Regions from separate parts of the Mus musculus genome. Here regions 1, 2, 3, 4, 6 and 7 are each linked to region 5. Evidence: chromatin contacts called from public Hi-C, HiCAR-type and promoter capture Hi-C data. All regions are on one chromosome and are shown on one strand. Each heading gives the region's core, a stretch centred on a gene start, on an enhancer-like site or on the middle of the called end of the contact. The rest is flanking DNA. Distances are from core to core; before and after follow the strand shown. Region 1 holds the start of Copg1 (coatomer protein complex, subunit gamma 1). Region 2 holds the start of Isy1 (ISY1 splicing factor homolog). Region 3 holds the start of B230319C09Rik (RIKEN cDNA B230319C09 gene). Region 4 holds the start of Hk2 (hexokinase 2). Region 5 holds the start of Cct7 (chaperonin containing Tcp1, subunit 7 (eta)). Region 6 holds the start of Ccdc142 (coiled-coil domain containing 142). Region 7 holds the start of Aplf (aprataxin and PNKP like factor).

What was found. Promoter capture Hi-C pulls out the DNA fragments that hold promoters and counts their contacts. A called contact is a pair of places that touch in the nucleus more often than the background predicts. HiCAR-type assays count read pairs that join an accessible place to other places.
Region 1: a contact with region 5 is called in a HiCAR-type map of astrocytes, with 2.6 times the contacts expected there. The contact joins the promoter of Copg1 here to the promoter of Cct7 in region 5. A contact is called at or near these places in 1 of 39 promoter capture datasets (liver) and 1 of 115 datasets of contacts at active chromatin or transcription factors (astrocytes).
Region 2: a promoter capture Hi-C map of liver shows a contact between it and region 5, with 8 times the contacts expected there. The contact joins the promoter of Isy1 here to the promoter of Cct7 in region 5. A contact is called at or near these places in 7 of 39 promoter capture datasets (the C10 cell line, cranial neural crest, embryonic stem cells and 4 more), 1 of 484 Hi-C or Micro-C datasets (CD8 T cells), 4 of 115 datasets of contacts at active chromatin or transcription factors (astrocytes, embryonic stem cells, memory CD8 T cells and 1 more) and 1 of 9 other capture datasets (liver).
Region 3: a promoter capture Hi-C map of pre-B cells shows a contact between it and region 5, with 2.8 times the contacts expected there. The contact joins the promoter of B230319C09Rik here to the promoter of Cct7 in region 5. A contact is called at or near these places in 3 of 39 promoter capture datasets (cranial neural crest, liver and pre-B cells), 1 of 115 datasets of contacts at active chromatin or transcription factors (extraembryonic endoderm stem cells) and 1 of 9 other capture datasets (liver).
Region 4: a promoter capture Hi-C map of pre-B cells shows a contact between it and region 5, with 2.9 times the contacts expected there. The contact joins the promoter of Hk2 here to the promoter of Cct7 in region 5.
Region 6: a contact with region 5 is called in a promoter capture Hi-C map of pre-B cells, with 4 times the contacts expected there. The contact joins the promoter of Ccdc142 here to the promoter of Cct7 in region 5. A contact is called at or near these places in 4 of 39 promoter capture datasets (the C10 cell line, hippocampal neurons, liver and 1 more) and 1 of 115 datasets of contacts at active chromatin or transcription factors (embryonic stem cells).
Region 7: a Hi-C map of regulatory T cells shows a contact between it and region 5, with 7 times the contacts expected there. The contact joins the promoter of Aplf here to the promoter of Cct7 in region 5. A contact is called at or near these places in 2 of 39 promoter capture datasets (both in liver) and 1 of 484 Hi-C or Micro-C datasets (regulatory T cells).

The regions. Positions count from the first base shown.
Region 1 is chr6:87,886,269-87,890,144 of GRCm38.p6, forward strand. Copg1 (coatomer protein complex, subunit gamma 1) reads left to right here and starts at 1,672. Exons shown (of 24, transcript NM_017477.2): 1 at 1,672-1,804; 2 at 2,803-2,855; 3 at 3,389-3,469; 4 at 3,688-3,759. The coding sequence starts at 1,768.
Region 2 is chr6:87,836,646-87,840,664 of GRCm38.p6, forward strand. It overlaps Isy1 (ISY1 splicing factor homolog), which reads right to left and starts at 2,114. Exons shown (of 11, transcript NM_133934.4): 1 at 1,999-2,114. The coding sequence starts at 2,001.
Region 3 is chr6:83,439,800-83,443,377 of GRCm38.p6, forward strand. B230319C09Rik (RIKEN cDNA B230319C09 gene) reads left to right here and starts at 1,956. Exons shown (of 3, transcript NR_028382.1): 1 at 1,956-2,306; 2 at 2,788-2,878. Tet3 (tet methylcytosine dioxygenase 3) reads right to left here. Exons shown (of 12, transcript NM_001347313.1): 3 at 1,418-1,474.
Region 4 is chr6:82,772,661-82,776,294 of GRCm38.p6, forward strand. It overlaps Hk2 (hexokinase 2), which reads right to left and starts at 1,794. Exons shown (of 18, transcript NM_013820.3): 1 at 1,258-1,794. The coding sequence starts at 1,320.
Region 5 is chr6:85,449,763-85,453,386 of GRCm38.p6, forward strand. Cct7 (chaperonin containing Tcp1, subunit 7 (eta)) reads left to right here and starts at 1,743. Exons shown (of 12, transcript NM_007638.4): 1 at 1,743-2,365. The coding sequence starts at 2,360. Pradc1 (protease-associated domain containing 1) reads right to left here and starts at 1,540. Exons shown (of 5, transcript NM_001163427.1): 1 at 1,351-1,540. The coding sequence starts at 1,417.
Region 6 is chr6:83,099,626-83,103,167 of GRCm38.p6, forward strand. Ccdc142 (coiled-coil domain containing 142) reads left to right here and starts at 1,891. Exons shown (of 9, transcript NM_001081266.1): 1 at 1,891-3,013; 2 at 3,333-3,419; 3 at 3,495-3,542. The coding sequence starts at 2,059.
Region 7 is chr6:87,669,936-87,673,477 of GRCm38.p6, forward strand. Aplf (aprataxin and PNKP like factor) reads right to left here and starts at 2,226. Exons shown (of 10, transcript NM_001372332.1): 1 at 1,925-2,226. The coding sequence starts at 2,020. It also overlaps E230015B07Rik.

The sequences.
Region 1 (3,876 bases), core at 422-2,921, 2.4 Mb after region 5:
GAGGCCATTACTCCAGGAATCGGCTTGGGGTATCGGCCCCTGAGCAAACTCACGAAGGATAACTGATGGAGGGCAAACAGACAATTGATGAACTCTGTCCAAAATAGATTACAGATTCAATGTCTCTTTTTTATTATAGGCTTAAAGCTCTCTGAAAATGGAGTTTAAAGACAGGGAGTCATACAGGGCATACCCCTGGAGGAATAAACTCAGTAAACAATTTATATTGACTAAAATAAACATTTTCTACTATGTTTATCATGTTTAATCATGTTTTACATGATAAAACATATAATGAAGTTAGATAGTCATCTTTGCAGCTCATAAAAAGACCAATTCAGATATTTCCTGTTTGTCTGGAGTGCTTTAAAACTGCAAACACTGCCAGCCTACAAGCAGCCTGCCACATAGTAAGTGTGTTTGTTTTGGAGGAGACAGTCTTTAGATTCTTTAAATTGGTGTTATAGGGCAGATAATAAGAATAAAATCTGTTGTTTATATTTTCTATTTGTAACTGAGCTTTTAACCCTGGTTATGTAATGATAAGTCAGACATATTTTGTACTACTGGATAATCATTAGCTTGTCTTTGTTCTGTGAAACTTGTGTAAATAAAGACGCTCTTGGTTGCTAGTCAGTCAGAGCAACAGAAATGGCCTGATCTCTAATAAGTAAGTCAGAGTTACAGAAATGGCCTGATTGCTATCAAGTCAGAGCTGCTAAATTCCCCTAACTATCTGGCTTGGCTTGCCTCACCCTCTCCCCTTGCCTAATACTCATCTTCTCTGTGGGCCAATTTGTCAGCAACAATATTTGAATTCCTTGTCAAACCACAAGTTTTATAGTATTTGGTAGAAAAGACTCATTTAATAATTTTCACAACTGAACCTGGCCCTCAGACTTGGCAGCAAGCACCTTAACTTAGCGGCTGAGCCATCTCATTGGCTCTATTTTTTGAGGTGGAAGTCATGTAGGTCTGGTGCAGGGGGATGGCCTTGAACTTCTCATCCTCCTTTCTCTGCCTCATGAGTGTTGAAATTACTCGCTATGTCCAGTTATATCTCAATGTTAAAGCACAAATGTACATAACTCTATTCATTGCCTTACAAAGCTAGACTCGGATGGAATCGGTTCCTTGGCTAGCAACAGATGCCCTTTTCCCTCTCACCACCATCTCTGTCATGGTGACTCCTCTGGCCTCAATCCTTGGGGCCAGTGAACTTGTTTGAGAGCAGCTTCCCAATAAATTTGCCCTTAAAATATTCTAACCTGACTTGAATTGGCTCATTTTACCGGTGGCGGAAAAATAACCTATTAGTGAGACTTACTTCCGGAAAATGACAATAAAGAGTAGCAGGGAACATGTATGGGGTCAGCGTGCTGCATGCAACCCTCCCATCAGAATGCCCTTTAAATTCAGCCAGGGGTAACTGCAAACACAGCAGCCACAGGACCACAAGGGGGCGCAGAAGCGGAGCACCCGCAACCGCAGGTCTAGGCTCCGCCTCCAGTGTCTAGCCACGCCCACTTTCCTGGGTCTCACCCCTCCCCTTCCGCCCTCTTCCACCTAGGTTTTGGCAATCTCCGGACAGGCAATGAAAAAGGTGGGCGCAGTTGTGCGCAGGCGCAGACAACAGAGTGCGCAGGCGCAGTCCATAGTGCAGTGCTCAGGGCGACGTGGCGGGCGGGAGTACGGAAGCCGCAGGGAGAAGCTGTTCTCACCGCTACTCTGAGCATCTTCCTGCTGCGTGGAGCTACCGCTGACACCATGTTGAAGAAATTCGACAAGAAGGACGAGGAGTCTGGTGAGGGCCCCTTGAAAGACCTGGGGAGGTCAGATCCTCGTAGGGGTTCATGGGACCTTCCTTGGCTTCCTTCTTCCGGGCCTCTGTCAGAGCCAGATCCGAGGCCCAAGAGGGGCAGGGGCTTGTGCGCAGGTCCATCTATATCTGTTCTCGGAGGAAACGTGCTGTTTGCCCTCTCCAGCTCTGGCCAGGATTTCTGCGTGACCTTGTGCGGGTAACACTCCTCTCTGGGCCTCAGTTTCCCCATCTTGTCAGAGGAGGTTCCCAGGCTGGATGTTACCTTGCATTTCACCCGACCTCTTGGTATTTGCTGCGATAATTCTTTGCCTATCTGGGTGTAACCAGTCCTACAGTTAATAACCCTGACCGTTTCATTCATTCAATAAACTACAATTACTGAACATCAGGCACCTCACTGATCATAATATTACAGTAGCTAAAGCAAGTTCGATACTAGATGCCTGCAATAGGAATGTTAGGATGGAGAGCCCAGACAGTAACCAGATAATCGCATGCATAATTTTTTAATGTAATATCTGCTGTCAGGGAAACTCAGTCACAGGTTAGTTAGTGTTGGTTGTCTCCGACACATAGATTCATTTAAGTTCTGGTTGCATAGATCAGTGCCAATTATTGAACCCTAAAATGCTCAGAAAGAATGCTTAGGTGACTGTGAGAGAGCCTTGACGGCCTCTGGTAGATGATAGAGACTTCCTTCTCTCTTCCTCGTGTTTGGCAGGTTTAGGGTCACAGTTCGGGGCTGTAACTCAGTTGATAGAGTGCTTGCTTAGCTTGGGTGAAGCCCTGTGTATGATCCACAGTACCATGTAAACCAGGAGGCCGAGGCGGGAAGATCAGATGCACAAGAGCCGACCTCTGCTACATTTTGAGTTAAAGGCTAGCATGCGATACATGAGAGTCTGTGTCAGCACAGGAAAAAGGAGAAAAGCAGTTCATTCAAGATCACAACCGTAATCAGTCTTCTCTGTGCACTGCAGGTGGAGGCTCCAACCCCCTCCAGCACCTGGAGAAGAGTGCCGTACTCCAAGAGGCAAGTGCCACCATGCCTGTGTCTGGTCAGGAATACCTGCCAGCCCTGCTGTCAGATACTAACATACATGGAGTGCTGGTTTATAAAGCCTGGGTCCAGGAAGATGGGACTTTATTCATTGTATTTGCTAGTGTGGCTAGTATTAGGGCAGCCCAAGGGAAGACTTCTGGTATGGTTAGTAGATAAATTAAGAAAAATAAACTCTTGGGAGCTGGACAGATGGCTCAGCGGTTAAGAGCACTGGCTGCTTATTCTTCCAGAGGTCCTGAGTTCAATTCCCAGCAACCACATGGTGGCTCACAACCATCTGTAATAGGATCTGATGTCCTCTTCTGGTGTGTCTAAGACAGCGACAGTGTACTCGTATACTTAAATAAAATCTTAAATAAATAAATAAACTCTTCCCACTTGAGAATACATTTATGTGGACTGAGTTAATACGTACCCTATGGTTCTCTAGGCCCTTCATGAACTGAGGGGCAGCTGTGGTAGAAAAGTGTACTAGGCTAGAGGTAATGGTTGCTTCTTCACAGGCTCGGGTCTTTAACGAAACTCCCATCAATCCCCGGAAATGTGCTCACATCCTCACCAAGATCCTTTATCTCATAAACCAGGTAACAAGATGAACTTGGCAGGGAATACAGGGGAGGTTGTGTAAATGGAGATGTACCCTTACGCTTTTGACAGCTCTGTGATTGGAACCAACAGTCTAGGCCTGGGTCCTCTTAAGTTTCCGGCTCTCATTTGTTGCCTGTGCTCAAGTGCCTGCAGGCTCCAAAGGTCTAGCCTACTGACCTCCTGTCCAAACCTGTGGCTTTTCTGATTCCCACAGGGGGAGCACCTGGGGACCACGGAAGCAACTGAGGCTTTCTTTGCCATGACCAAGCTCTTCCAGTCCAATGATGTAAGTACACTGATGATCTGTGCGTTTCTGCAGATGTTGCACCCATGGCAGGGTGGCAGGAGGTCTGCCTGTCAGTATAGACTGCCGTCCACAGAATCAGGCTTCTCCTGACTCTAA
Region 2 (4,019 bases), core at 864-3,363, 2.4 Mb after region 5:
CTTTCCTTTCCACTGCCTCTGATGGATGATGGACTAGAAGGGACATTAAAACATTTAAGAACCCTCATTAAAAATAGGTTGTAAAAAATCTAAACCTACCATTGGTTGGTTTCTGGCTTTTTGAGACAGCATATTCTGTGTAGCCCTGGCTGTCCTGAGACTTGCTCTGTAGACTAGACTGTCTTTGAAGTTAAAGATTGGCCACCTCTGGCTCCCGATCTTTGGGATTAAAGGCATGTGCCGCTGCCATCACCAGGCTGGTTTTTATTTTTTAAAATCATACACATGTGCAGAATGTACTGTGATCATATCTATTAACCTCTCTGACCCCTCTCTCACTCCTGATACGATAACGTATGCACCACCATACACCACTCTAACCAGAAAACAGCCTAGTTGTCTGTCTGCTGCCAGTGGCTATCAGAGGAGAGCATCAAGACTGGCTTTTGCAAAGTGATGTTCATTTAAGTGCTGCCGCAGCAGTGTTAAGTCAATGGTCCCTAAATGTTACACAGGATCAGGAAGAGAACAGTTTTTTTCAGTTGGATTGTGAACTACACAGAAAGCGCACCTGCTGAATTTGGAACTAGAGATTTTGCTCCTAGCTCTTCCTCTCACCATCACTGAGACGTGGTCTCACCAAAATCTAAGTTTCCCTTCACAGCACATATTGTAGCTTTTATCTTGCAACGTTATGATGACTTACTCAGATAAACGCATGAAGTCAAGCAGAAACAGACACACAGTCTAGAGAGTCAGCAAGATGAGTTTAATTTAACTTGCCCTTCAGATTGCCCCTTCCAATCAACTCTGAAAGGAACCTGGCCAGTGGAAGGTGGATATATGAACATGACATCAATACAGGACACACCCTCCTTCAGAAGTAGCTGTTCAAGACCACTGTTTCCTCTCCTTTTTAGGTTTCTGTTCTCAACAGTCTGTAGTGTCCAAAACATCCTCTGTAAGCATTCCATGGCTTCCTTAAATGTTTATGCATCTGTTTTATTTAACAGGAGTATGTATCTGTTTGCCCCTATGTATGTGTAAATACCACCCCGCCCAAAGTGTATTAATGTTTTTTTTCTACTTAGTATTATAAAGCACAGACTGACAAGAAGGCCTATATATTTGAATGTGTCCATATTTTGCACGTGGTTATGCATATACTTACACCTGATCCTTAAACATAATTTGGTATATGCATATAGATAAATATCTACCAAAATGGGCTGGTTTTGTAGATAAGACTATACAGATTTCAAAGACATCAATAAATCTCAGAAGTATGAAAGCCACTCCGTATACTTTTAAGGGGATTTTTACCTTTAATTTTTTAATATTTTTTGTATGTGTATGAGTGCTTTGCATGTATGCATGTAAGTGCACCACATGAGTGTCTAGTGTCACTTAACAAGTGGGTGTTGGATCCCCTAAAACTAGAGTTTTGGATGATTGTAAGCAACCATGTGGGTGCTGGGAACCAAAGTGAAGTGGTTTTTGATCACTGGGCCATCTCTCGAGGTCCACGGACACTTTACTTTGAAATTACTACAGTAACTGCGCCTCTTTGAACCAACACTGTGTCTGATCTCATACTTCCATATTAAACGCTTCTTGAGTGAATGAAACCGAGAATCACAACCTCTCAACAGATCAGCCCATCCTATTCATTCACTCACGGTTATGTCACACACGTCTAGAGAATGTCAGATTCTGTCCTCGGTTTCAGGCAAGCAAAGGCGTGGAGACCCTGCCCTTTAAAAGGTCCTATCCGTGGAACCTGAGAACGCCCGGGCCGTTCAGTCTCTACGCATAATGTGCTTCACCCAGACTGAACCACCAAGACGCAATACAGCTCCCAAACTCAGTTTTCTTGCCATTTCTTACAGCTACGCCAGGTGGGAAAAGAATCCCGGCATAGGCCAGGGAGCCCGAGGCCGCACACTGGCCCAGACCTCGGGTCCCCCGTGAGCCCCATCCCTTCCCCAACGCACTCACCATGGTGCCGGCGAGGGCGCCCTGGCGCCGCTCTGCAACGCAACGTGCTCAGGCGCCCGGAACAAGGCAGGCAGACGCGGGAACGGAAAACAGCGGACAGTCTGGTCTTTTTGTCGGAAGACTAAATGGAAAGGACCGGAAATTAAGGACCGGAAGCGAGGGAGGGAGGACGAGGGAGGGGAGAGAATTGCAGTGGAGCTTCGGTAGGCGGCTTCCCGCCGACGCGTGTCCAGTGCGTCATCCCGCGCCTAAGTCAGCAAGACTACGCTTGCGCGGCAGGAATGTGTGCGTCATTTGTCGTTTGGTTTCGTTCTGCTGGTAACTGCGGTCAAAGATTCGCCTGCCTCTGCCCTTCCTGAGTCTTCTATGACAGCAGATGACCTTTTTGAAAATGACTGCACCTCTCTGAATGCACTGAGTGTTCATAGCCCCTAGGGACCCTGCGTGGAGTTCTGTCACCTGCCTGGACCCGCCAGGCGCAGGCACTGGGGCAAACCATAGCCATTGGGGCGAACCTGTCTTCCTGGGAGGCTTCTTCACCGCTGCCTGCCATTTACCTGGAGCTGAACAGTGACTGAGACTATGATCGTCCTCCTTTTAAGAAACGTGTATAATTATCATTATTCTTTATTAAAGGTGGCTGTTTCCATGAAACTGACAGATGTGATCGTGAAAGAAACATTTAAGCCAAGGAATCAGCTCTCTCTCCACACATTCCCAGAAGGCAGAGACCACATCTTTTAAAATACAGAGATGCGGTGGTGGCGAACGCCTTTAATCCTAGCACTCAGGAGGCAGTGGCAGGCGGATTTCTGAGTTCGAGGCCAGCCTGGTCTACAAAGTGAGTTCCAGGACAGCCAGGGCTACACAGAGAAACCCTGTCTCGAAAAAACAAATTAATTAATTAATTAAAATAAAATACAGAGATAAGGCCAGGCTTGTTGGCTAATGCCTTCAATCCCAGCATTTTGATGGCAAAAGAGGCCAGTTTCTGTGAACTGGTGGACACCCTGGTCTTCATAGAGAGGAAATCCAGGCGAGCCGGGGGTGCATAGTGAGAACTTGCCTCAAAAACTAAAGAAAAAGGCAGCTTGGATCCCAAGACTCAGAAGGCAGGCATATCTTTGAAGTTTGAAGCTAGTCTACAAAGTTAAGTTCCAGGATAGCCACACGAAACGACTCGAAAAACAAAAACGTAATGAGAAGAAAATGAAATACGGAGTAAGGTCCAGAGAAGAAAAAGCTACCTGGAGCAAGTGGGAAGTTAGAGACTACGTGAGTCACTTAGCAGAGATGGATTCTGGAAATGGTGGTGGGCTCTCCCACTGAGTCAACACTAAGGAGAGTACCCTGTCATAGTCCATGCAAGAATGTTACCACCGTGCATATAAGACCAAATTAGAGTCCCTTATTAGTTGGCAACTAGTGGGCAGGCTCTTGTCCCAAAGCACACTGCATCAAAGCTCAGGTATACGGCATTTATTGAGCTAAAAACCAGTGACATTTGCAGTCAGATGTAGGTGACAGGAACCAGAATATTTGTTTTGGTATGCATTTGGCAGACGTTTTTGGCTGTACATCTCAGCCATGGTCAGCTCACTATATCGGCTTTCCAAGATCTCAGCAGAGGCGTGAACTAGTAGTTCAGGATCAAACAGGTTCTGACAGATACTTTAGAACATATATGTAAGTGGGCAGCCGGTCACCCAACTAGATTCTGTGTCCCCCACTTCTTCCAAATAGGTTGTGGGGATGTAACCAAATGATTGTCGGTGGTGCTTTGGGTCAGGAGCCCCAAGAATTTTTGCCTTAACTCTTAATTTCTGCATTGCTAAAGCACTGATATTTCACATTCAGAGATTTGTGGAGTTCTGACCTTTTCTGGCTGGGGGGAGGGGGAGCCAATGGAAATGAAGTCAGAGATGAGCATTCCTCTACTTCCCATGAAATGAAAGAACACTAGGTTAAATGCCTAGCACATTAAAAACAAACCCCAGCCCTCTCCATTTCCCACCCCCTTC
Region 3 (3,578 bases), core at 706-3,205, 2.0 Mb before region 5:
GGAAGAGGCCAGGGAATAACCCTGGCCTTCATATCCACCTTGTAAGTTAGCCCGGGAACCCCTGACACACAGGAGGAAGCAGAACCCCACCCCGCCGGTGTCACCACACAGACAGCAAGGTGGCAGAGTGCCATTTCCAGCACCCCCTCAGTGCTTCCCACAGCTTTCCCAGGAAGCAGGAGGTAGATCGGCAGGAAAGACTAGGGGCATGCAGGGACACTCACAGCTCGCCCACCTGCTACCTAAGCAACCAGGCTCAGGGCTTCCTCTGTGCAAGGCAGAGCCCCACCAGGCCTGGCCTGCCCACCTGTCACCACACTCATCCCAACCTTTGCTCTTTAGAGGCAGCTGAGGTGTTCTTTTCTGTCCCAGTCCCCCTCTCCTCCCCTCCCCAACCTCCTGGGCCAGAGGCTACTGCTGAGTAATTCCAAACTTAGAGTGAGCCCCTGGCCCTGTAAACCCGGGCAAACTAGAAGGAACCTACTGAGCGGGACCTGGCTAACCTAGGCAGATTAGTCATAGATTCTTGATCAGATTCTCCCCAGACTCTTCATTCTCCTCTCCCCAAAACCTACACCACCCTCTGAAAAACCCACCTGGAATGGCTCAAAGCCCCTTTCTCTGCTTCCCTCACACCAGGGAACACTGCCTTCCCAGTCTCCCAGACACCAAGTGGCACAGAATAACAGCAGACACCCGCTGGCTTCCCAGCCATGATGTTGCATCAGCCCCCACCCTACCCAAAATATCCTCACCCCCACCACCTCCTCTCCTCTCTTCAGCCATCTCCATGGTGACAGCAGCATGACTAATGACACCCTATCAGCTTCAGACTCAGGAGTGCAATTCTCCCTCCCCCTTACTGTCTTTCACCCCCACTTCCCCGAGACAACGCACCCCGGGGATTTCTGCAGATTGGAAGCAAACCAACAGTGCCAGGGCCATTCTCCAGAGATTTCCAGAGGCAGGGGTGGGAAGTGGGTTGTACGTCTTTAAAACACACACACACACACACACACACACACACACACACACACACACGCACATGCGCACACACGCACAGCGCACACATATACATACAGTTCAACAAACCAAACGCCAAACCCCAACTGCACCCAAACCATCCAGCTGAGAAAGCAAAACGAATCCAAACAAAACCCACACAGGCCTGAGAATTCATTGGCCGCCCACACTCGCGCCGCCCCTCCCCCTCAGCTGCTGCTACACACACAGTGGGAGATTAAGGGATCACCAGAGGAGACCCTTTATTTTTATCCAATCCAGTCAAACACTTCACCCCCACCGTGCAAGCCCACGTATACACACACGCACACATACACACACGCACACATACACAAGGGCAAGCGCGCACGCACTCACGTACACACACACACACACACACAAACACGCAGGGTACCTTGACAGTCGCCCCTTGTGCCCAGGGCCCCGTTCCTTCACGAGCATTTATTTCCACCTGCAAAAGAAGCCAAAGACACTGGTGAGGCAGGCCGGTAGCAGGCAAGGAGCAGAGCAGTCCAGCACAGGCCCCAGCACACTGGAGGGGAAGGGCCCGGAGAAGAAAGGCTGGACGGGACCATCTTCCTGCTCCAGCTGCCTCCCCAGCACTGTTGGGCCCCTGCGCCTTCCAGTGTTTTGTTTTCCTGCTTCGGTTCTCCGGCCTCTGGAGATCCCCGGGACCCGCTCGCGGCCTGCACACGGCCTCCCCTCCCTTCCAGGCCCAGCGCTCTACCTCGGCCGGCCTCCACTACTGCATCGGCCGCCGCCGGGCCTCCCATTATCCCCGCCGAGGGAGCGCACCGAGGGAGGCACTGCAGAGGCGGCGGCCAGCTGCCGGCTGCTCCCGCCCCGCCAGGCTGGTGTGCAAGGGGGCGGCGCGCGCGCCAGCCAATCCCGCGCCCGGCCCTCCCCGCCAAGGACCTGCCCAGCAGCCAGGCAGGGGCCTTGGTGGAGGGAGCCATCGCCACAAGGGCTGCTTCCCAGGCAGGCCGGGGATCCCGGGGCACCCTCCTACCCCTGGCAACATACACAAGACGTCCCCTGCAGTTCTAGCGGGTGCAACTGGAGTACGGCGAAGGGGTGGGGAGCGGCAGTATGTGGGTATCCCATACCGGCCACTCTCAGCCAGAGCAGAGCTGGAGCTCTGGTTCTCCAAGGAGAATCCAGGGCAGCAGAAGCCTCACATCCATCCCCCAACCCCGCCCCCCGCTTTGCAGACTGCAGATGAGTGGAGTAACTTACCGAAGGTGACACCGCTAGAACACAGCATAGCTCAAACTCCAAGCCAGGTCAGTCCTCCCTGAAGACCATATCCTTCGCCATTCTATAGTTCTACTCCCCTGCCCTCTTACACCCCACTCGGAAAACTGGCTATAGCCCATATAACCTGTGCTTCCCCAAGTCCGCTATGCCCTCTCCGGCATAGCCTTACAACCGAACAGTACTGAAATGCAATTTTCTTAAACAAGTTTCTCTTCTGGAGAAGATCCACCAGATGACCCGTCCAAAAAAACGCCCTGGGCTCCCCGCCCTTAAGAGTTTCCTTCTAGTTCTCTAACTATAGGCATACCAAGGGTTCGGTGACCAGGAGACCATGGTGGGGGGCGGGGGGGGGGGATAGCAAGGTCCTAGCAATTCACCTTCTGGGATTCAATACCCAGGCATCCTCTTTTGTCCCATCCCCCTCTCGGAAGGGGAACATCCAGGCTTCTACCTCACTTTGGTACCCACATATCCCATTCCTAGCCTGTGGTAACTTACCTCTCTTAGCCTCTCTCTGCTCAACTGAAGAATGGAACCAGCAGCCATTTCATGCAGCTGTGAGGGCCTGAGAAGGCACAGAGCCACTGCCTGACACAAGGTAGGTGCTGCTGGCTTCCAGCACTCTACATCTCTGCCAGAGCTCAGGGTGCCTTCTCATTCTCACGGATGAGTAAGCTGAGGCCTGAGAGAAGTGACTCACAGATGAGCACCCCTGCTCCAGTGACTCGTTCTATTACCCATTCCACCCCAAATGCAGAATTGTGCCCCACCCCAGGGCCCCCAGGGGGTGTTCAGAATCAGATAAGTTCTTTAGGAGCGGGCCAAGCCTGCTTCTGGTATATGGAGGCTTCAGGGCCCACACCTGTCTCCCCTTTGGCACAAGAGGCAGTCCTACTGGGTCCCTCCCAGAGCAGACAAGATAAAGGGACAATGTCCTAAATCATGACTTGATGTGACAAACTGCATGTTTGTCTTTTAACTCACTCCTGACCAGCCTACATGAATCCCCTTCCTTCTCCTGGTTCCCTAAAGCCCTGTGCTATTAAGCCCTGTGCATATGCACCCCACACAGAGAGACAGTGTGGACAATATCAATACTGCCTCTTCTATGGCAGTCACAGTGCTTCAGGCCCCCCCCCCCCCGCTACATACCAAGCCCTGTGCCAACCATGCTGTAGGTTCATCTCATTTTTCTCTACACACAGCTTGTTTTCAGGAGAGGGATATGGAGAGTATTGGAGGATAATGAACAATTTGCCCTAGAAAATTAGTGGGCAGGAATTCAAACCTGAACCCTT
Region 4 (3,634 bases), core at 544-3,043, 2.7 Mb before region 5:
AGGGCCCTGGATACATCAAAAGCAACCGACCAACCTCTCCCACGCAGTCAGGACCAAGAGAAGAGGGGGGAGGGGGCTGGAACGTGGTCAAGGCACTTTCCCTAAAATTTGTTCCTGTGAGACACTGTAATTTCAAATGTGTAACTGAGCTCTAACACAAACCTCTGGACAGCACCCACCCTCGGCCCCTGCCCCATACTAGACCATTCCCTCTCCTAAATCCTGGACTAGGGTAGGAACCAATCCCGTAATCCTGGGTATTTTAGAAACTCAATTCTCCTGGGAGTTAGAGCGCTCCGGGCCTGGCTCCGGTCCACCCCCACCTCTCTAGCCCGAAGAGGAGAGTGAGGCTCCAAGCAGGGCCGGAGGCGCTTTCTTATGTAAATGGCGCGCCGAGAGAACTGGAGTTTGCCGGGAAGGCAGAGTGAGGTGGGCTCAGGAAGGTCAGAGCGACTAAAGGTTCATTTTCAGAAACCAAGAAAACAAAACAAAAACAAAAAAGAAAAAAAAGAACTCTGGGGATCGTGGGGTGGGAAGATGAGTCCATTCCGTGTAACTTTTAGTTCCAAATCAGAACATACTATCCAAAATCCGCCCTCAACTCGGCGGCCAGACACGGGGACGAGGCGGGGCGGTCCCCAGGAAGGTCTGCTGTGAGGGGGCGCCCCTTTCGAGCCTCAGTTCCGGGCAGTTCAGTTCCGGGGAGGGGGCGCGGCAGGCTAGTCTTTCTGCGCCCTTTCCCGCTCCTTCCTGGGTGGCTCTCTCCCCCACCCCACCCCCGATCCACCCCCAAGGAGCGCCACGAGGAACCGAAGGCCTCTTCAACACATCCTTAAATTCAAGAGGGCCGGGCCCCAGCTGCTACACGCTTCCACCCCGCCTCCTCCCCTAAGCAGGATTCTTCCCCACGTGCTCCTGCCGGAACTCGGGGCTGCAGAAGGGGGCTCCTCCCACGTGGGCGCAGCAGTCTCAGACTACGTGCAGGGCGGCCGTCCCATCAAGAAATTAGGGGCTCTAAGGGTGGGGAGGGTGCGCGCAGGTCCCGGGTAGGTGGGACTATCGATGGTGAGCGGTCGGGCCACGAGGGTGCCTAGCAGACGTGGCTTCTCGCGCGCAGGACTTTCCCAGCTACCCAGACTGGTTCCACGTCTCCAGCCCCGAAGGAGGAGGAAGCAGGTCCTCTGCGTGCTCCAGATTCCGGGAGAGCACGCAACTTGGTCCGAAGCGAGCCAGAAGCTCCCGCCCGTGCCGACTTACCTTCTGCACTTGGTTTTGGTTGAGCTCCGTGAATAAGCAGGCGATCATATGCGAGGCGATCATCTTGTTGCGGCGAGTCGGGGCCAAATAGAGAAACCGAGGCTCGAGCGCTACCGATGGAGCAGGCAGCGCTGTCCGACCGCTTTGAAACCAGGCCCGGGTGTCCGGCTGGGATCGAAGACTCCAGGAGCCACACAAAGAAGCTTAACCACGATGGCTCACCAGCTGAGGGCCTCAAGTTTCCAGAAACAGGGTTTTTTTTTTTCTTTTTTTCAATTTTTTTAATCACAACTACTAGAAGGTACCCTAAGTCTCACTCCTGCCGACCGGTCTAGCTGCTTAGCGTCCCGTCGCTAACTTCACTCACTGGGTCACTAAGGCTCAACTTCGGAAAAAAATGACAGTTCTGTTCCAATCCGGCGATCGCACCTATCAGAGTCACTGGCGTGATGCTCCTGCCCTCGGATCTCCAAAGCAGAACAACTCCGGGTAGCCTGTGGTGTCCTGAGACTCCAGCACTGGAGTTGGTGCAACAATGTGGCTTATTGAGGGGCTGCCGGCTCTTTGGGCCGCCCCGGACAGTGACGTGGATGTGCTCATTGGCTGCGGGAAGAGGGTGTGTGCGCTCTTCGGCTGTCCGCCCGCGGTCCACAGCCAATCAGCGCCTAGAGCCCGCGGGCGCGGCTGCTCCAGCACCCAAGCAGGCGGCGGGAGAGACGCGCCCGAGGCTAGGGGCGGAGCTGGGCGCCAGAGTTGGGACGTGTGTTCCGTGGCTAGAGCTCGGGACTCCAGGGCGCATGAGCCACCGCCGCGTCAGGCTCAGCTTCGGGTGGGGGGCGCGTGATCGCGGACCCAAGAGATGTTGGGCGACTGGAAAGACAAGTGATCGTAGCAGCACACGCCATAATCTGGTATCTGGGGATCATGTGAGGGGCTGCCACTGCCCTGTGACAAGTCTGAAGCACCGTGATTCTCATCTTAATTGTAGCTCAACGAGTCAGCGGATCCCTGAAGCTAAGCCATTACAAAAGTCAGCCCTTCTTAATATCACACCAATATAGCATATGGATTTTACTAACCCCGTTTTACAGATTGGGGAACTAGGCACTGTGCTGTTAGTGAGTTTTGCCCAAGGTCACACCCCTAACAAATGGTAGATGAAGACAGGAACACATCTTACTCTGAAATGCAATTCCCCCACCCCCGGTATATTATCCAGCCTTTCTTGAAGCCAGCAAAGGCTGGAGAGAAACTTTGTTTGTAGCTGGGACTGATAGATGGGAGGAGAAAGGGCACCTGTAACAGCTTGATCCTAGGCTCAAGTGGTGTGAAATGGTTTATAGATGCTGAGAAGAGCCCGCCTCGACCTCAGCTCATGCCTGACACCAGACTCTAAGTTGACATTTATGAGTAGACGCCATCAATATTGAAATAGCACCTCAGATGACATGAAGTTGGTGCTGGTGGAGAATGGAAAGCCAGGAGTTTGAAAGTTACATGGAAGGAAGATAAAGCCTACCATTTCCAAATAATCTCACTCCCCAAGCCCTCTCTCCACCTCCGGAGTGGCATGTGCCACTACTGGGGATCTAACATGGGACTTTGTGCGTGCTAGAAAAGCACCCTGCCCACTGAGGTACACCCCAGCCCTAAAAAGGCTCTGCTCCACTTTCTATGATGTGGTTCATCTATTTCCTCTCTGGGTGATCCCTCTTAGCGCCATCGTCAGCAGTTACACCATCCGCACACAGGTAACTCACAAACCTAATCTACAAGCGAGGACTTTCCCCAGGGATTCTGGCTTTCTTAACCAGCTGTCATTTGTCATCCCTGTGGAGGTGACTAGTGTCTCACACTTAACATGTACTAGGCTGAACTTCCCAGGGTCACCCCCCCCCCTTTTACCAATTGTCTCCACAAATGACGTCACCATCCATGGTTTTCTCCCTGCTCTTACATCTATTCACACCATCAGTGAACAGTTAGTCTAACTTAGCAAATCAAAGAGGCCAGACCCTCATAGCCAGGCCACCGATGACTCCACCAGAGCCTGTGTAATTTCACTTAGCTGCTGTTTTTAGGTACCTCTAGCTTGACCACTGTGATCCCTCGTTCACTCAGGAGCTAAAGAGACTTGTTTAAAATACAAACCAGTGCTTCATGTAGTGGCACACACTCGTAGTTCCAGTGATTCAGAGGTGGAGGCAGAAGAGTCAGGAATTCAAAGCCAACTTGGATAGCTTGATAGATACGCTAGGTAGGTAGGTAGGTAGGTAGATAGATAGATAGATAGATAGATAGATAGATAGATAGATAGATAGATAGATAGATAAGAGATAAGATTAGATTGGTTGATAGATATATACCAGACTGTCTT
Region 5 (3,624 bases), core at 493-2,992:
TGCAAGAGCTTCAATGTCCCCTTCACCTACTAAAGTGTATGCTGCTGTTGGCTGTGGTGTAGAAAGCCCTGCCTGATTTGACTCCTATACCCACTCCACTCTTGTTTCCTCTTTCCCATGTTAAAGCTGTACTGGCTTTTCAGTGTCTTTATCTTTTTGGGTCTTCCTAAAAGTTTACCTGTCATTTCTCAGAAAGATGCTGCCTTATCCTTCCTCCACCCATTCAAAATATACTTTCTCCCAGCTAATACTTCCTCTGTAATTATGGTGGATTCATAATATTCTATGTCAGCTTCTTTCATCGCAGCAGTGATTCTAAGTATGTGGCTTTTTAAAAAAGACTTATTTATTTTATGTGAATACACGGTCTCTCTCTCTTCAGACACACCAGAAGAGGGCATCAGATCCCCATTACAAATGGTTGTGAGCCACCATGTGGTTGCTGGGACTTGAACTCAGGACCTCTGGAAGAGCAGTCAGTGCTCTTAACCACTGAACCACCTCTCCAGCCTTAAGTATGTGGCTTTATACAGAGATGAATCTCCAGTGCCTAGGACACAGTGGCTGCTCAGTAAAGGTTACTAAACAAAGAACTCTGCCCAGCTCTGCTGTCCTGAACAAGAGAATGGCCAAAAAAACCACGAGAGCTTTGCTAGGATATTTTTTCTCAGTTGGATTTGAGTCCCTGGATTCTTTAAACTTGCCAGAAAGGCAAGTAAATGTTGATGGATGGAAGCTCAGGTCTGTTAGTCAATCCAATTGCTGTGTCTATAATTGATCCTGTCTATGGTCCAAATTACAGCTCAGACAGAGCTAAGGGGGCTTGCAGCTTTTTGTCCTGAGTGTAGGTACACTTCATCAGATGGATAACCCCCCCCCCCCCCCAGGAAGCCTTCTGGATTAACACCAGGCAACCCTTTCCACAAGCACACCCCTGTCTGGCATTTGATGTGCTTATCTAATAAGCTTCGGGTATATGCATGTGTTCACTTAACGCGTAGGTGTGTACATTTATGTTCGAGTTGTGTAAGTGGGTGCCTGTGCGTGTGAGCCCATATGTGTGTTCCTGCCTATAAGAACGCTCACATCCTCCGTTCTGGATCTCTAGCTGTCACCAGGGTCGCCTTCAGTGGGAGGAAAGCTGAAAGCTCTTGTTTCGACGGGGAGGGGTGGGGTTGTCAGGTTGTGCCTACTCACTGACCCGGGAACCAGCATCCACCCGCTGCAGCCGTCTAGTCCCTGGATCTGGGCGGCCCAAACTCGCGGGGTCCCCAAGGTGACCCGTGGCCCCCAGCCCGGGAAGCGCGCACGCTGGATTCCCGCCCCGCCCGCCTGTCCGTCGCCGCTCACCGTGGGCCGCGACGCACGTGGGCAGCCAGAGCACGAGACAGCACCAGCCCGCGGCGCCACGGCTCATCTCCAGGGCCCGTCCCGCCGCCGCCGCCGCCGCCGTCCCGCCGCGATCCCTCGCCCGACTTTAGCCTGACAGCTGCCACGGCCTCCCTCAGGCCCGCTCTCCGCGCCGGTTGGAGCACAGAACGGAGGCCAGCGGCTGATTGGCCGCCACGCCTGTTCGTGTGGCCGCACTTTCCTCCTCTGCGCCCTAGGCCACTTCCTATTGGCCAGGAGAAGTGGAACCGGGCGCTGATTGGCCAAAACTCTTAATAGCAACTGCAGTTCGCGGCCCCGCCCCCGCACTCCTCCTTATAGACGCGCCTCCCGGAACCTGCGGTGGGCGGCTCGCGGGGTTGCGCGGGATCCACGGCTCTCCTCCCCAGGCAGAGACGGGCCTCGCGCGAAGGGGCAGGCGGCACGGCGCCGCCTCGGCCGATAAGGGGCGCTACAGAGCTAGAAGCCGACCCGAGCAAATTTCCTGCGCCCGAGCGGGCCGCGCACCTGTGACCCGGGACACTGTTCCCAACTTCCCAAGCTACCTGTGAAACTCACGGAGCTCCCTCGCCACGGAGCTGAGCAGGTGCAGTGAGATCACTCACCTAAGGTGCTTCTCCTAGCCGGTGTTCAGTACTGATAGCTCATTGCACGTCTACCATGGCGTCTGGGAGCGCGGGCTGAGGCGGGACCTTACCGCACCTTACAAACCAAAAGCACTGCGAGACTCGATGACCCCCGCCAAAGCTAACGCGAGTTCCTAGAGCGTCCCTGGACCTCCGACTCCTCTAGCCGGCTACCTCGGGAGCTAACCATAGAGTGGCGGAAGTGGTCCGGCCCCTTCCTCTCCCGGGCTAACGTCTCGCCAGAAGCTTCTGGGCATTTCTCCGGCGCGGAGCATTGTGGGCTTGGGTGGGCGGCCCCGAGGCGGACAACTGACGAGTTGCGGGTACCTGAAGCCGCTTCCAAGATGATGGTGAGTGTCTCTCCGCGCATCCGCTGCCATCCACGACCCTGCGGCCCTGGCCCGCCATGCGGAGTGTCTACAGTGGCTCGTTTCCGCTCCCCGGCCGGAGGCGGCCTTGATCCAAAACTGAAGCTGTTGGCGAGAGCCGAATGGGGCTCGCGATGCCGCTGGGCCTGGAAACCATGGATCTCATGGTGCTTGGGACCACAGACCTCTTGTTCAGCCTGTTCCCCGTAATGGAGGCTTGGGTTTTCGGAACCGAGTGTGTGTTGAGCTCTGTACCTCTACCATAAGGCCGGGTTACATCGCCCTGGGAGGTGCGGAAGTGAAGGCGCGAGCTTCTAGGCGCACAGAGGCAGCGTGAGGGTCTTTAGGTTGGGCCAAGTGACGCCCTGCCTGGCATTGTGGTCGTTTACGTTCCCGCATGTGGAAAGACAGAATCCTTCGTTCCTGTTGGAACCTGTTCGTTGGGGGCATTTTTAGTTCTCCCGAATGTACTTGGTGCTGGAAAAGGGCAATTGATGTACACAGTACCAAAGATGGGACGACCTGAGTACTTTAGGCAGGAGAGTCTCTTAAAGGTCTGCCTGTAATCCTCCTGCATCACCCTTTATCCCCGACAGCGTCAGATACCTCCCCTGTTCCCCTGTGATAAACCTGAGTTGTTAGTGAGCAATGTCAACTTCCAAGACAGAATCCTGTGCGTTTGGCATCAGCACACTCGTTAAGTTTTGCTTTTTAGTGTCAATCCTTTGTCTGCCTTTTGCAGCTTCTTCCTATGCGTAGATGCCAGACAGACTTGGAAACCTGTAAGGTCCTCCCTCTGCTACCAAATTACAGCTTCTCCTCCGAAGGAGTCCCTACAGAAGCATGTCCATGCTCCCTGACCCCTAGCGCTTGAAATTGATTTGGTCGGCGAAGACCAGAGCTGAGGCATAAATCCATGAGTCATATGTGCTGCAGTAAAATATGCATCATTGCTGCTGATATGACCAGTGGCCCAGCATTGGCCAAAACAAGTAGCAAACCTTTTATCAAAGGGTCCCAGACCATCACATTTGGGTTTTACCTAAATTGATGATTCTTGTTTCTGCTGCTGTGCTGCATACTTACAGCTTATGAGCTGCTGGTGACTCTTGTTTCCTCCCATCTTGCTGTAGCAGTTCTGGGATTACAGATATATACCACAATGACAGACTTGTAATGAGTTCTGGTGCTTAGGCTTATGCATCTAGCAGCTTTACCCCTGAGCCACTTCCAGGGCCTCC
Region 6 (3,542 bases), core at 641-3,140, 2.3 Mb before region 5:
CTCATTTAGTAGACCAGGCTGGCCTTGAACTCAGAAATCCGCCTGCCTCTGCCTCCCAAGTGCTGGGATTAAAGGCTTGCGCCACCACCGCCCGGCATTTTCTTCTATTTTTGAATTATATGTATCTTAGTGCGGGCATGTGCAAGCATGTGAAGGTGCCTCCAGAGACCAAAGATGTCAGAGCCCCCAGGAACTGGAGTTACAGGCTGTTTCAAGCCAACTGCACAGGGGTCCTCTACATGAGCAGTCAGGCTAAAGCACCTCTTCAGCTTCAATTAGTTAGTTTTGAGACTTCTTGACTTTGGAGGCAGGTGCTCATGAATCTACGGCGGGGGCCAATTTTTATGTGACCTGTAACTGATCAGTATTAGCTCAGGACCACCTGCCCCTGCCCCCTGCTCCAGACCAAGTTCTCAGCACAAAAGAAATTTATTTGCCCTAGAGTGACAAAGGGCAGGTAATAAGGGACAAAGACAGGAGATAGAGGACCAGGAAAAAGAGGAAGGGAACAAAGGAGAGGAGACAAAAGGGGCAAGGGTGTTTATCCTGGAGGACAAAGGACTACCTCTGGATAGAGAGGAGACAGTTGTGGCCCATAGACAAATGGAGTTATGATAGTAAAGGGGGAAACCCGGGTTAGGATGAGGTGTTTAATTTTGATCGGGTATGCTAATTAGGTAAACTAAAGGGGGCCTTTTGATTGCTGGACTTCAGTACTTTGATAGCCATACCTTGGTAGTCAGCCTTAGAAGAAGGAAGTGGCCAAATAAGGGAATAGACCTCTTGGCTAGTTTTAGAAATGTAACAATGTTTTTTGGTTTTGTTTTGTTTTGTTTTGTTTTGTTTTGTTTAGCAAGGCAGGGGGAATGGTTTTGCCAGAACAGTGCCCACATGAGAGTTAGCCAGAGTCCCTTCATAACCTGGATCTTTAGCCTGAGGACTTGTTGACTCTGAGAGTCTAGAAGTGAATGGCCAGGAAAACTGCTGTATATTTACTTAGTCTTTCGGTGATCCCATATCTGATCCTCTCTCTCCCTCAGTAACTGTACCAACTACTTCAGGAATCTAACCCCCTATCTCCAACCTTTTAAACCACTCTCAGAGGCTGGGTCTCACACTGTAGCCTAGGCTAACTTGAAAGTATGTTGGCCAAGTGTCGACCACCTCTAGACAACCCTCCTGCCTCAATCTCTTAGTGCTGGGCAGTAATAATATTCTTTTCCATGCTGTGGGGTCTTGTCCTCTGTTCACAATATATTCCCAAGCACTTGTAACTACTGCCTTGACCTCAAACTGGAGACCCTCAAATGCTCAATTTTGCCTGCTTAGAGCATTGCAGCAGCAGCAGCAGCCCGAGGACCCCTTGCTGTTCCTTTGCCTAAGATCTTTATGAGTAGGGTCCGAACCAGCTGCTTCCCAAAACTCTCAGAGATGACTGAAAGAAAACATAAAAGAAGTTGAAGCTGGCTGTGATGACACACATACACACTCTTAACTTAAGCCAGGAAGCGGAGGCAGGCTGACAACTCTGAGTTCGAGACCTGCCTGGTCTACATGAGAGTTTCAGGATAGCTAAGAACATACACAGTGAGATTCAAAGAGAACTGAACAACAACACGCCCACAAATGAACACGAAGACAACGATCAAAGCAAAAGCAAACTGAGGTCTCGCTTTCCTCTTTTCTGTAGTAGACCGCCGCAGGACCCCCAGAGGGCAGACTGCAGGAAGGCGGTACACTAGGAAGTCAGGGATGGCGGAGACATGGGTCTCCTGCTGTCAAGTCACACCTAGCTTGACTCTCCCTACAGCATTTAGCATCAGCGCCACCTCCCGTTAACGGTGACAGGAAAGTCTAGCTAGAATTTGATAGTCGTTAAGGGCCGGGAAAGAGTAAGTGGGTGGCCATCTTTGTTAGGGGCAGAGGTCGTGGCTACGGAGCCCCAGTAAGACCACGAGACTTCCGGCTAGCTGGTGAGTCCTGGCGCCCACGGGCGTGGAGTGCGACGGGAAGCGGGGAGGCGGCGAGCGTTAGGTTCGTTTGGGACTCGCCGTGCAAATGGCACGGGCGTCCAGCTCTAGTGGCCCTTTGCCTCCACTCGCTAACGTACCCTCGTCGTGGGCGCAGCCCGTGGGCGCTGGGGAGGAGCGGGACGAGGGGAGGCGTGGAGGGCTAGGGCTACTGGCTGCGGTGAGCGTCCCGTGCCCGGACTTCAGCAGACAGCCGTGGGCTCCCGCGTCTGCAAGCGGCCCGATGCCCTTCGCTCTTCAGCGGCTCCGGGCCACATTGCTTCGTCTGCACCGCGAGCGAGAGCAGCTCCTGCGGGCCCGGGACTGCGCCCGCCACCTGCAGGCGGTCGTGCGGCTGCTCCGCTCCGGCTCCTCGGCCGGTTCCCTCTCCCTGCAGCAGTTGCACGGCGATTTACAGCTGTGCCCATCTCGTGGGGCGGCTCTGCGCCTCGGCTTCCCGGGCTCCAGGGAGACGCTTCTCCTGACTCGCCCTGTCGGGCTAGCTGCCCAGCACTTGGAGGCTGCCATCGAGATGCAGCTTCGTTCACTGGGCCGGACACCCGCTAGCCTGGGCCTGACATCCCAGCTAGCCGAACTGTTGCTGGCCCTTCCCTTCTACCACACTCTGCAGGGACATTCCCTGAACTTCGTCCCCGGGGCCGCGCGCCCATTCCCCGCGGCCCGTGTGCTCCAGCTCCTGGCTGCAGAGCGGGGTTGTCAGGTGGCAGATAAGCTGGCTGAAGCCCGTGGCGGATCGGGCTTGCAGGAGCAGCTCCGTCGGCAGTGCGAGCAAGAGCGAGAGCTGCTGCCCGGGCTGCTGGGCCTGGTAGGGGGCGTGGCTAGCACCGACAGCAGCGGACTGAGGCTTGGGGGACCTGGAGCCCTGTGGAGCCAGTATTGGACCTTGCTGTGGGCAGCCTGTGCTAAGTGTTTGGACCTACGCGTGGGACCCTGGGAGGACCCTAGAGCAATGGCACAAGAGCTGAGTCAGGCACTGTGTCAAGGTAAGCGAGGGGTCCGAGCTGGCATTTGGAGGTTGTGGTGAGGGTGTCTTTTTCCCTTTACCCTCTCTCAACTCCAGCCTGTCAGCAAGCGCAGGGCCTTGAATGAATGAACTTCCCCGAGTTTAAAGTATAGCGTTTAGGGTTTCCCAAGGCCACGCAGCTTCCCATAGCAGTCTTTATTTAGGTTTTAGTCCACACTGGCCTGGGACGCTGGTCTCAGCCTCCTGCCTCCGGAGAGCCACCATGCCTGACTTGAGTGGAGTCGGCAGGGGCTGTCACCAGGGATTTGTTTCCAGGCTTCCTTCATTTCTCCCATCAGCACCCCTGCCTCAGGAGTGTGAGAAGGAGCTGTTGTCTCTGTGTCACAGCCTGTTTCACCAGTCTGTCATCTGCAGCTGGGACCAAGGTAAGGAGAAAAGGACATTGGGGTGACCCAAGGATCCTGTTGCGCACCCCCTCAGACTATATTTTGTCATGCCAGGGTTCTGCCAGGCCTTAGGATCAGCCCTGGGTGGTCAGAGCAGCCCTG
Region 7 (3,542 bases), core at 976-3,475, 2.2 Mb after region 5:
ATGGGTCCTGAAAGCCCAGCGGATGTAGGTAACTTGGGTGGTCCCTCTCAGAATACCCAGTGTTCAAGATCCTTGCTCTAACTAATAAGCACAGGTGGTTTATGTGAGAAAACAGTCACATGACTAGACCCATGTAATTCAGAAGCAATCAAAGACATGCAAATCATGGCAGCTCAGAGTAAGCCGGTCCTATTCACATTTTGAGCATCAAGGCCTCATTGGTACCTCACTAACCATCAGAGGAATGCCAGGATAAAGTCATGAGATAGCAAGATGGTTCCTCTAATGGTCCTTCTTAGGCTTCTTTCCTTTTATACACTAACTATAAGCAATAATAGATCTTTTATATCTATCTTTTAAGTGTGCCTAACACTAGGAGGAAAGGGGTATTATGAATAATACAAAAGCATAGTGCGACCTCTGGTGGACACATCGTTTATTTCATTACTAACATCGGGTCTTGACTACCACCACCCTACACTCCCCCCAAAAAACGTGGTTTTGTTAGGAACATACATGCTTGTAACCCCAGCTCTTGGAAGTGAGGCAGGAAAACTGCAAGTTCAAGGGGTGCTCAGGCTATGTTGTGAGACCCTCTCTTTAAAGGCAACTATATTTAAGATAACCTAAATTCTAACATATCAACACACCCTCCAAGAATCAACAGCTAGAGCAAAACATATCAAAATCTAAAGCACAACCCGGAAACGGAAACTACAAAACTACCATGCTCATAAAAACATAAACACCAATCCAACAATCTATGTTGGAGCACAAAACTCTTATGATAATGGGGAAAAACAAAGAGAAAAGAAACCAAGAAACAGGGCAGTAAGAACACAGAAAATACCACTCAGGTGGAAAATAATGGCAGAGATTTTTAAAAACAATTTTTTGTGAATTTTTAAAATTTTATTTTTTACTATATATGTATACCTGTATGTTAGGATATGCATGTGTGTACATTGCCCAGAGAGGCAGAATTACAAGCATTTGTGAATTGCCTGACATAAGTGCTGGGAAGCCAGTCCTCTGTAATAAATTCCAGGCTCTTAATGGCTAGCCCATCTCTCCCTTGTGATATTTCAACTCGACCGCCAGGTTCTCTAGAGTGGCCTTTGTAAATGATAGGTCTTGTGGCAATGCTAAATGGTTTAATACCACCAAATATAATTTCATAGTGCAAACTGCAAACGGTTTGGTTCCTACTCCTCCCAAAGAGGGTAAAGAATATATAGCATAGTGGCCATTTGTACATGTATCACCTTTAAATGACCAGTTTATACTCCAACTTTCTCATTTGAACAAGGCTAATAAAAAGCACCTAACTCAAAAAGTTTTGGAAGTAGTAAATTAAAGTCATCTCTTTAGAACAATGACTGGTTCACTACCCAGACAACTTAAAGACAGCTACTGATACTACCAAAAGGGATACTGCTATTATTGGTAAGGCCCACCAGCCCAGCAGAGAAGGCAAGGAGATAAAAGAAGTTAGCTTAAGGGAGGTGATTAACCTTCCCTGTTATGGCTCATACAGTACCGTAAATATTGTAAGCTTTGTAGGTCAACATGCAACACATTAACCTTTAGAGTACTATACGTCTTTAAATACTAGCAGCGGTTTTGTTTAGTTGGTCTGTTTACATTTTACATCTTACAACCCGAACTTAGCTCAACTTGGATTTGGCCCTCGTTTGCCAGCTGGATAGGCTAATGATGTTAACTCGGTCCATACTCGAACCATACAGGCACCAAAAAGAAATGTCTGGGACTTGACTAACGTTGTTTGAAAACCTACTGCCCCAAACCTATAAAATCTTGACAAGCAGAGCCAAGACGCGGAGTTCCCAAGCTCAGGAGACAAGAGACAGCCTCGGCTGAGCAAGCTCTGGCTGCCCACGCCCACACTACCTCCCACACTTACTCCCAGCAGCGGCCCGCGGCCTATCACAGTCTGCCCCGGCCCCACGGGCACGCGGGGACCGCCGTCCAGAGGCTGCAGAAAGAAGTCCGAAGGCATGGCGGTAAGAGAAGGTTCCTTCGCCAGGAGATACCTCGTAGCCACCTCCCTCAGGCACGCTGGGCATGGCCCGAAGGGGTGTGAAACCCGAGGCTCCTTTCCTGGTGAGTGTGCTTCTTCCCTTTCCGGAATCCCCACTCCTTGAGAGCCTGTGATTCGTGCAGGGAATACCTGTCAACAGACCGCCAAACTACAGCTTAAAAACTGGAACGCACACCCACAATCTTCCAGCACTTCCTCTCACAGGACTCATGGAACGCTGGGTCTTGTAGTTCCTGACACCTCCCTTCGGCTCCTTTCCGGAGTACAGACTGCATGGAAAAACTACCAATCCCAGAAGGCAATACGCGCATCTCTGCGCCTAGGTTGATTCGTGCTTGGGCAGGGGTGGGGCTAGAGTAGTGCTGACGTCAAGGCCTTAGGAGAGGGTTGGCCTGAGTTTTTAAATGAACCACAGTGCTGGCCCGTGGCCCTGTGACTTCAACAGGGGGATGTTCTTTTCCCAATGGAGTATGATGTGTGTATCTGCTTCTTCCCCTTCTCTTCCATAAGGAGACAGCTTCGGCTAGAATAAGGCCTCCGTGGCAGGACTGTCTTCCCTACTCCAAGAAGTATGTCTGGACTTAGATTTTTAGGGTTCAGCCTCAAGAGGGTCATTAACTTTCCTGTGCAGGCGCCCCATACTCATTTGGGGATGGATCTGCAGCCAGTGGAGCTTCTATTTTCAAAGGCCTGGCTCAGACACTTGGCCCACGGGGCCGGAGAATCTTCCTTCTCTATAAAAGAGGCATATTCTCTGGCTGGGATCTGTAGCAGGCCTGTCTTTCTCTTTGGTGGAGGCCTGGACTGGGGGAAGCAAACCTAGGGTCCGAGGGTGGGGGGCAAACCTACAGGGACGGGATGGAGGGGAAAGGTGGTCTTTTCTATGGAGAAGCCAGTTGCTAAGCTCAGGGCTCCCAGCTAGAGGGAACTTTCTCTTTGGAGGAAGCCTGGCCCAGAGTTTGGCACTGCTCTCTTAAGATCTTTTCCTTTCTTGTGGCTGAGGACAGCCTCAGCTAGGCCTGTGTCTGGAGGGCTTTCTCTTCCATATTAAAGCCTGTACTACAGGACTCTGCAGAAGGTCATGGAGTTGGAGTCTTATCCCCTAATGCCTCCAGGAGGCACAAGGTCTTCTCTTCCCCAAGAGGCCACCTTGTCACAAGCCTAGGGGAAATGGAGTTATTCTAAAGAGTCACTGTGACCCTCATTTTGGCTCTCAGAACAGTGGGCCTTAAGAGACTGGAATTTTCCTTAGTAATCTCATGCTGGATTAAAAAGTCAAAAGGCAGACCCATCAAGACGAGAGACTTTCCCCCGGAGAGATTTCACAGTCCCGTCAATTTGTCAGAATGCCTTGCTGAAGCACTAGAACCTCAGCAGTAATGGGCAGGGCCACACCTTGCAACTGGAGATGGCTCAGATATTCAAATGCTGGCCCCCTACTTAAACCTTAGCCTTACTTTAGGAGGCTGAAGATGAACTT